Regions from separate parts of the Mus musculus genome. Here regions 1 and 3 are each linked to region 2. A link is a contact called in public Hi-C data. All regions are on one chromosome and are shown on one strand. The core of a region is the stretch at or near the end of the contact, and the rest is flanking DNA. Distances in the headings are between cores, read along the strand shown. Region 1 overlaps Rftn1 (raftlin lipid raft linker 1). Region 2 overlaps Rftn1 (raftlin lipid raft linker 1). Region 3 holds the start of AY702103 (cDNA sequence AY702103).

Region 1 (2,708 bases), core at 65-2,564, 86 kb before region 2:
CCACCTACATCAGGGATAAAAGACAGAGCTACTCTGGCCCCAGTGTGCTTGCCAGCCTGACCTGGGTTCCAATGCACGCATTCTGCAGGAAAGACCCATCGCCTTGCTGAGTTGATTTCTGCACTGTCCATGTGTTCCTTTGTACAACACAAAGATTATTCTTTGTTTCTAACAATTTATGAAAGTATGCATTTAAAATTTTAAATCTTATTTAATTTTATATGCATGCTGTTTTGCCTGTATGTATGTCTGTGTACCACATGTATGTCCGAAGCCAAAGAAGCCAGCAAGTTCATCAGATCCCTTGGAACTAGAATTACAGATGGTTGTGAACTACCATATGGGTGCTGGGAATTGAACCTGGGTCCTCTGGAAGAGCAGCCGGTGCTCTTAACCACTGTCACTCTATCCCTAAAGGTGATTTTTAGCTCATACTTTTGGATCCTGATAATCCAAGATCTGACAGCTTTGTTTAAGCCTCTAGTAAGGGCCACTCAGCCTGCATCACAATATGGCTGAGAGACAGAAAGGGAACCTGTCCCATGCAGGCAGCCTACGGATGTGGATTCAATTCAGTGAATAACAACCTCTTCTCACCAAGAATGAACGCCCGCCCTCGGGGAGACACCATTAGTCTCTTTCAGTCAGAAAGGATAGGGACAGACAGACATGAGTATAAGTCATAAGGAGAGCAACTCAGGGACCCAGAAACCAAGTCATTCCTCTGAACTGCCCCTGATCATGCAACTTCCCTCCGACAGATAAAGAAAGGCCCACCCCATTCAGGGATTACCCCTCCCCACAACAGTAAAAATCCTCTGGAAACTCCCTAAGAACCCTCAGGATCTCTCTCTCTCTCTCTCTCTCTCTCTCTCTCTCTCTCTCTCTCTGAGACAGGGTTTCTCTGTATAGCTCTGGCTGTCCTGGAACTCACTCTGTAGACCAGGCTGGCCTTGAACTCAGAAATCCGCCTGCCTCTGCCTTCTGAGTGCTGGGATTAAAGGTGTGTGCCACCACGCCCGGCCCTTCAGGATCTCTTAAGCCACAGGCTTGCTGGAGCTCACTCCCAGTCTGACGGTGCACTGAACGGTCTTACTCTCCATTTAAATAAATGTATACTTTAAGCCCTCCTCTAAATCTTCTTCAATTCTTTTCCCAAGACACAACCTCAACATACTATTGTGGGAGAGCCTAGACAGCTTCCCCAGTAACACCTTCTAAGAATCAAGAGTGTGGTCTCCATTGTTAAGGAGCTGATCAGATATCACCAGGCCTGGGGGATGGGAGGGCGGACCCTCTGTCATCATCAGCAGTTTGTAGAAGCAGGAACCGAAACTTCTAGACGGAAGGCTGCTCTCAAGAATGTGATCTCCAGCCCTGGGTGGAGACGTGGCATTCTGAATTTGCCAGAAGGTCATAAGATGATTATCTGGCAGGAGGAAGCTTTCTGGTAAAGAACAAAAACATTGTGCCCCACCCATAACAGAATCCAAATGGGTCTGTCAATCACCTAGACAAAAAAGAAAGAAAGAGAGAGAGAGAGAGAGAGAGAGAGAGAGAGAGAGAGAGAGAGAGAAAGGAAGAAGCAAGGCTTCCAGGAAAAGCAGCCTGTTGTAGAAGCTAGAAGTATAAAATTTACATAGAGTACACAGTGCAATAGTCCCTCTGGCCACTGTTCAGTCCCAAGCTTTGAGAGTGCCTTGCTTTACCATGCCACAGAACCTATCACCTATAATAAGCCCAACGGCTTATCTGAATTCTTCCACTGCAGATCAAAAGAACCAGGGAACTGAGGGTACAGAGGGGACTCTCAATGACACATATGACTGACTACCTAGCCATAGGCCCACTTCTTAACTGTGGAGTCATCTTTCCACATTGTCACACTGGGGACCAAGCTGGCAGTGCAAAGCCCTCAGGAGGACAAGCTGCAGCCAAACCACACTATGGCCATGTGACTAGCAATATCCAATACTGCAATATGGCTATACTCAAGCTGACTGCTAGTAAGGAATGCAGTCAGTCCTATAGCATAAGGGATTGGTCAAACTCAGAGTGAGTTTATGAATGTACTCTTTAACCAAGGCCTCTAGGAAGGCACAGGGTCCTGGTAGAACCTTGCGAGGCCCTAGTTAGAGAACTCAGCTTAGGTGTGTGTGTGTGTGTGTGTGTGTGTGTGTGTGTGTGTGTGTATACACGTGTGCCTGCCTGTCTGCCTGTCTGTCTGCCTGCCTGTCTACCTGCCTGTCTGTTTATAGAAGGTTGGTATGATGGCTTAGTGGGTAAAATGTGCTTGCTGCTAAGCAGGGCAACCTGAGTTTGTTCCCTGGAGCATACATAATGAAAGGAGAGGACAGACTCCTTCCAGATGTCCTCTGACTTCCACAGGTGTGCCACAGTATGTACACACCCACACATACACATGGAGCATAAAATAAATGGACACATAAAGTCAGGTGTTAAAAAGTAAATTCAAGGTCTTACAGAATCATTTCCTACCTTTTTAATCTCAAACACACGAGGGCAGCTGGAGAGCGAGGCCACCCTAACACACGCTGTCTTGAGAGTTCACTTTGTGTGTCTGATTTGTGGTGAAGACGGAACCCTTCCACCTGCCCACCCAACCGCTGCAGCTATAGCTGCTGGTTCTCAGAGCCTGGGGCCTGGACCACCCATTATTCTTGGGCTTTGAACTGCACCTCTGGCTG
Region 2 (3,055 bases), core at 302-2,801:
TGTATCCCTACTCCAGGAATAGACTCCTCAGCTTACACTCCTGACCCCTAGTCTGCTGTGACACACTTGGGACTCAAGCAGCCCACAATAGTCGGTGACTTCACCTCACACTCAACTTCTTAACAAGACCCCAACTTCAGCCTGGAATAAATGATTCAGGACACGAGCAGGCAACTTGTAAGACGGGACCTGATCTAAGCTGAACATCGGCATGTCCCCTCTCTTCTAGGTACCTTACAGCATAGCACAGGCTGATTCCTGCTGGTTTTTCACGTTTGCAGGAGCAGAGCCTCAGCTTTGAGATTTTAACATGTACTAAAAAATCTTGCACTGTGTGGCTCAAGCTGGCCCCAGCCTTACTATGTACCCCAAGGCTAACGGTGAATTTATGGTGGTCCTTCTATCTCAGTTGCCCAAGTTCTGGGTTGCTCAAAGGAGCCACCAATACATAGATGGTCTTACTCACCCCCACACTGCCCTCCCTCATCCCCTCTCTCTCTGGTCCTTCTCCATCCCCTTACTCCCTGGTCCTCTTCCATTCCCCAAATATTTCCTTCTATCTACCATTTGTTCTGCTTCCGCCCTTCCTTTGGACTCTCCCTTCTCCTTTCACACACAGTCCCTTTCTATTTTCATGTAAATCTCTCTCCTTCTTCTTCTTCTTCTTCTTCTTCTTCTTCTTCTTCTTCTTCTTCTTCTTCTTCTTCTTCTTCTTCTTCTTCCTCTTCCTCTTCCTCTTCTCCTCCTCCTCCTCCTCCTCCTCCTCCTCCCTCCCTCCCTCCCTCCCTCCCTCCCTCCCTCCCTCCCTCCTTCTCTTTCTCCAGATTCCACTTATATGAGAAAAATATATACTGTTTATCCTTCTGAGTCATGGTGGGGTTTGCTTATTAATAGAACAATCTCAGATTTCCAGCTGCACCCATTTCCCAGAATTTCCAGTTCATTTGAGAAGTCACAAATCATAATACTGACCTTTGAATTTTCAACCCCTATGACTCAAAAGTCGAGACGTGATGGGCTTGAGAGTCTGGCTGGGGCATTTGACAATGTAGGCTATGGATGCCCTTCCTCCTTTCTTGCTTCTATCCCCACACCGCTGACACTCAGTATGCCCATCAGTGAGGACAGGGCACGGCAAGGATGCCAAGGGAAGCCTATCTGGCTACTCTCACGGAGCATCACGGACACCCGTGGCTGATATACCTGTCTCTCAAGTCCTTCCTGTTCTTCACCCATAGGAAGAAAGCTTAGAACCACATAGTTATACTCAAATCCCGTTGGAAAGCCAGTGTTTCCCTGAGTGATTGCCAAGATTAGTCTTTTCTCACATCACGTCTCTGATGAAAAGTATTTAGAGCTGTTCAATGGACGGAAGGTCTCTTAAAATAAGCAATGCTTTCCTTATAAATAAATTCACCATCCTTCCAAGAGTTAAGAAAAGGAATGAAAACATGTGCAATCCTAACCCACAAAACCACATATTTCTCAACACTCCTGGGACACAGTCGACTCTGCTTTTGTTATGACTGTGTTTTTGTTTAGCCAAACATTCTGCAGCCCATTTCCCCCCTGGAAATGAAGCTCTTCAGACATCTTCAGAGGAACTTAAGCAATGCCCTGGTTGTTCGGAACAATCCACTAAGCTCTCCAACACAGAAAGGAAATCTCGACACACAGCCCTGCTCCCTTCCCTTGGCCCCTTCACGCAGCAGCAGGAACGACACCTATTATTCTGTCCAGCCATCATTTGTGACTTTAACCTAATTATTCCAAGTCTGACTTTGCTTTTCTAATTACACTCGCTAATGGATCTGTCAATACCAAAGAGCCTGGTGTGAGGGAGAAGCCACCACCCCTAGCAATTTCTCTCACAGGTAAAGCTGATAATCACACTGTTCACCCGAAGCCTTTTTAAATATATAAATTCCTTTAAGACTGCTATTTCTATAACATCAATCTGCCCGAGCTTTGTAGTAGATCCAATTTGGTGAAACACTAAAATCAATCATTTCTCAATGTGAAGCTTTTTCAATGTGCACAGAAGAAATAAGAATTCAATTTTTTAAACACTATTTGTGGCCCTTGGCTGCAATAGGTGTCATTTTGAAATTTCTGGAACAAGTTAAGACTTTCATTAGAAGGTTCTTTAAATTCAGATTTCCATTTAAAAATCCAAGCTTCTAAAAGTGAAGAAAGGGAAGGAGGGAGTGGGGTAGAGAAGTGGGAGGGAGAGGGGAGGGTTGGTAAGGAATGGCATACCAGCCAAGTCTCAACCACTCAAATATCCTTCCATTCTCAAATCCTCACAACTCCAGGCCCGTCAGCTAGACAGCTGGAAACCAAGAAGCTCTGTATATTACAGACTGTTACACAGAAAGTTTCAGACTTTGGATCCATAGCTCCAACTGTAATATCTAATAAGAACCAAGAAATTCATGGCTCAGAGAGATACATGCTCTATTTAAAAAAAAAACAACCAAAACCCTACTGATGTAGCACTAGAAAGATGTTATGGAAGACTCGGTAGATGGTAAGTCACTCCAGCTGAGAGGCTGGGCCTGGCAAGGATAATGGATTGCCTTTTAAATTAATTTCAAGGCTTCATCTCAAAGTGACAAAGATGAAACAACACACAGGTACATACAGACAAACACACAGAAATACAGACACACACACACACACACACACACACACACACACACACACACACACACACAGAGACACATACACACAGACACACACATGCCATGAACGCACACGTTATTACAGTTCTTGATGGCAAACTTGAAAGATACATCAGCTAATTATTACAAGATCCTCACAGTAACTCTTCCTTCTTCTCATTTTTCATTCTGTGCTGGTACAGTTCAAAATAGTAGCTATTAACCCCACATAGTTAAAGTATAAAGATATACCTCAACTCCAGAGTGTTTGCCTAACACATGCAGGGCTCTGGGCTCAATCACCAGTAGAAAGAAGGGGGCAGGATGGAGAGGGTATGGGAGAAGGGGAGGAGAGAAGAGAGAAAGCAAAATTTTCTTGGGTATGCGAGATG
Region 3 (2,922 bases), core at 300-2,799, 130 kb after region 2:
ATTTCTAATGCTTTACTTTTAAACATCCGCTGTGTGTGTGTGTGTGTGTGTGTGTGTGTGTGTGTGTAGGACAACTCGTGGATGTTAGAAGACGCCTTGTTAGAGTTGGTTCTCCCCTTCCCCCACTTGGGTCCCAGAGATCAGGTCACTTGACTTGAGGCAAGCATGGTCACCCTGTGAACCATCGTGACTGTCATGTATTTTTTTATTTGATTTTTTTTTAAAGGTAGGATCTTAGTAACCCAGGCTGACTTTGAAATCCTTGTATAGCTGAAACTGACCTTGAACTTCTGACCCTTCTGCCTCCAGGACTGGGACCACATAGGTGTGCTCCACCACACTCTTCTGTACAAGGTGCTGGGGTGGAACCCAGAGCTTCCGGTGTGTATTGTGCAAGCAGCCTGCCAGCTGAGACACACGCCTTCCTTGTGTGTTGCTGAGAGGGAGGAGGAAGAGAGAATCTGAAAGGGGGTTGGGTGTCAAGAATTACTGATGTAGCAGTAAGAAGCGCTAAAATGCTTCCTCTACTTTATCCCACCATTTGGGACACTCCTGGGCCGGCAAGCGTGCTTCTGGATGCTTTGGAAAGCCACAGCAGGGAAGGTGGGGTCTCCTTAAAGCTGGAGAGATGATGTGGAACTGTGGGGACCGTGGTGGAACAGACAACACATCTTCTTTCAGGGTGTCGTCCTTCAGCTGCCAATTGCCAGCAAATGTGGTCTCATCGTCCTGTTTGCCAAAGCCAAGGGTGTGTATAAGACCCAGGAGCGAGAGGGTGTGGCCTTTGGAGATCTCTGCCGTGGGCTGTCAGTTTGGGAGAGCAGCATGGTATCCCAGTCACCAAGTAGTAGAGGTACTGGGGACTGGAGGAAGCAAAGCAGCAGGAGCCCTGTGACTGGGCACTCAACATGGAAGCCAGGGAGATGGCAAGCTCTCAAATTAGCAAGGGACATCTGAGAGATTTAGACTTCCTGCAAAGGGTAGTCCAATTCTAGAACGATTCTCCAGGATCTAGAAGATGTAGGTCTGTGCACAGCTCACTGTGACTCAGCTACCAATGTCAGTGGTAGGACTGTACCACTAGTGTGTTTGTTCAAGACGGTGCCTCCAAGGTCCTGCTGGCTGCAGATATCCCTGCCTCCAGGTCCTCAGAATCTAGCTTCAAGACTGTGTCCTCTACCAGCAAATCATCTTTCCAGGACAGGTGTTCTTTCTTGTCAAGAGAAGGGAATGTTGTCAAGATTACCCAGAGCTCTGAGAGCAGCTGGAACAACACTTTAAAAAGGGGTTCATGACAACACCTGGGTTAGATATGCAGGCCACTCAAGTGCCAGGAATGGCTTTCCTGCCCTGGACTCCCTTTGCAAACTCTATATATTTTGTAAACTCTGTACACTTTATAAAGTTTGTAAACCTCAACTCAGAAAATGGTCCTGGCTGAGACTGAGGCTCTCCAGCAGCCAGGCCCCTCCCCCAGAACCCCACTAACTGTCATAACTGTCAGAAGGGTCATCTCCAGCATGTCAACAGGCCCCACCCACGTTATGCTAATTCTAGGTGAAAAGCCTGAATAAAAGCCACCAATTCCTGAATAGGAAAATCCACCAAACCCTGAACTTCCCACAGAAACTCACCTATCCCTGGACATCAAAACCCACCAATCCCTGAACAGGTAAACTCACCAATCCCTGAGCTCCCTCAGGCTCAGAAATTGAGATGCCAGCCATCCTCACTCTGGAAATCTTACTCTAGAAAGGTCCATGCCCTAAGAACACCTATACAAGCACTGGACTTTGTCCAATTAGCAAGTGCTCTCTGCACTCTCCTGAAACCATAGGCACTAATATTCCAGGATGCATTCTTCCATACTGTGGACACACCAATGAATGCCTTTCATGAGCTCTGCTGTCATGTTCTTCTCTCATTGGAAGAAGACAAGAAGCAATGAAGACAAGAAAGGAAGAGAAGGAGTAGGCTTGAGGCTCCTGAGCTCAGCTGGGGACATCCTTCCCTGGAGCTGGGAAGCCTCCAATGAGGAAGGAGACTTCCTCTCAAAGATGTGTGGTTCCTGGGCCCCCGTGTCTCCAGAAACCCTTCCCTTGGGACACTGTCACACCTCAGAGCTGGATGGTTCCTGAGTTCCAAGGCCCTGAACACCTTCTCATCCAAGCACAAAGGCCAACAACCAGGGCCACTGGCCCTACAAGATCCAGATATCATCTGGTAAAGTCTGAGAACCAACTCCCAGAGATGGGTCATGCAGAAGTTAATCCTGAAGCTCCATCTTCCTCAACACTGGCAGATAAAAGCCACCCAGGAGCCTCCACAGGAGCGCCTGTCTCATCAATGGGTCCAGCCATATTCCAGATTTGGAAGGACCTTTGCAAGGATCTGACAAACATTGCAGGAAGATCTCTGAGAGATCTGTACAGGATCCCAGAGGGTTCCCTGGGCAAAGATCTAGAGGCTGTCTCCGAGACACGGGTGGACAGTTGCTATGTCAGACAGCCAAGAAGTGACTCACCAAGTCCCCAGCTAGTCTCCCCAGGAAAACAGCAGCTAGAGGGTATACTGAAAACCACTCAAGCAGCAAGTGGAGCCATTACAATGCCATTAAGGTGCCTGTGGGCACTTGTCAAGGAATTGCTGTGGACCACACAGTGGTCCTGCCTGAAAACTCAGAGACAAGTTCTGAAAACCCAGAGACAAATATGGAAGCTCAGAAGCAGTGATCCTTGAATGATGGGGCCACCTGCAAGAATATTTCCCAATGGGCCTTCATTCCTACAAGAAGATGCCTTTTGGGTGAGGCAAAAAGATGGAGCTTGCTTCTCAGAGACCTCAAAATCCTACATCTTTCCAACACAAACAGGTCTGTAGCTTTGCCATTTCCCACAGCCTCTGACTCCCTCTCCGACCTGC

The links. A called contact is a pair of places that touch in the nucleus more often than the background predicts.
Region 1: a contact with region 2 is called in a Hi-C map of bone marrow-derived macrophages, with 1.7 times the contacts expected there. The contact joins two enhancer-like sites. A contact is called at or near these places in 2 of 484 Hi-C or Micro-C datasets (bone marrow-derived macrophages and liver) and 4 of 115 datasets of contacts at active chromatin or transcription factors (bone marrow-derived dendritic cells, embryonic fibroblasts, embryonic stem cells and 1 more).
Region 3: a contact with region 2 is called in a Hi-C map of bone marrow-derived macrophages, with 27 read pairs. The contact joins the promoter of AY702103 here to the enhancer-like site in region 2. A contact is called at or near these places in 6 of 39 promoter capture datasets (the C10 cell line, cranial neural crest, embryonic stem cells and 3 more), 11 of 484 Hi-C or Micro-C datasets (B cells, adipose-derived mesenchymal stem cells, bone marrow-derived DN2 thymocytes and 7 more), 1 of 115 datasets of contacts at active chromatin or transcription factors (embryonic stem cells) and 1 of 9 other capture datasets (embryonic stem cells).

The regions. Positions count from the first base shown.
Region 1 is chr17:50,023,952-50,026,659 of GRCm38.p6, forward strand. All of the region lies in intron 7 of Rftn1 (raftlin lipid raft linker 1), which reads right to left. Among named protein-coding and RNA genes, the nearest start is that of Gm52302, 9.2 kb to the right of the region's middle. Within about 2 kb of position 1,315, at least 98 of the 459 cell types and tissues checked have an H3K27ac peak or open chromatin away from gene starts, as enhancers often do. A contact at or near this core is called in bone marrow-derived macrophages, where this site is marked.
Region 2 is chr17:50,109,705-50,112,759 of GRCm38.p6, forward strand. All of the region lies in intron 2 of Rftn1 (raftlin lipid raft linker 1), which reads right to left. Among named protein-coding and RNA genes, the nearest start is that of Gm52302, 77 kb to the left of the region's middle. Within about 2 kb of position 1,552, at least 29 of the 459 cell types and tissues checked have an H3K27ac peak or open chromatin away from gene starts, as enhancers often do. A contact at or near this core is called in adipose-derived mesenchymal stem cells and bone marrow-derived macrophages, where this site is marked.
Region 3 is chr17:50,237,659-50,240,580 of GRCm38.p6, forward strand. It overlaps AY702103 (cDNA sequence AY702103), which reads left to right and starts at 1,550. Exons shown (of 2, transcript NR_131975.1): 1 at 1,550-2,922.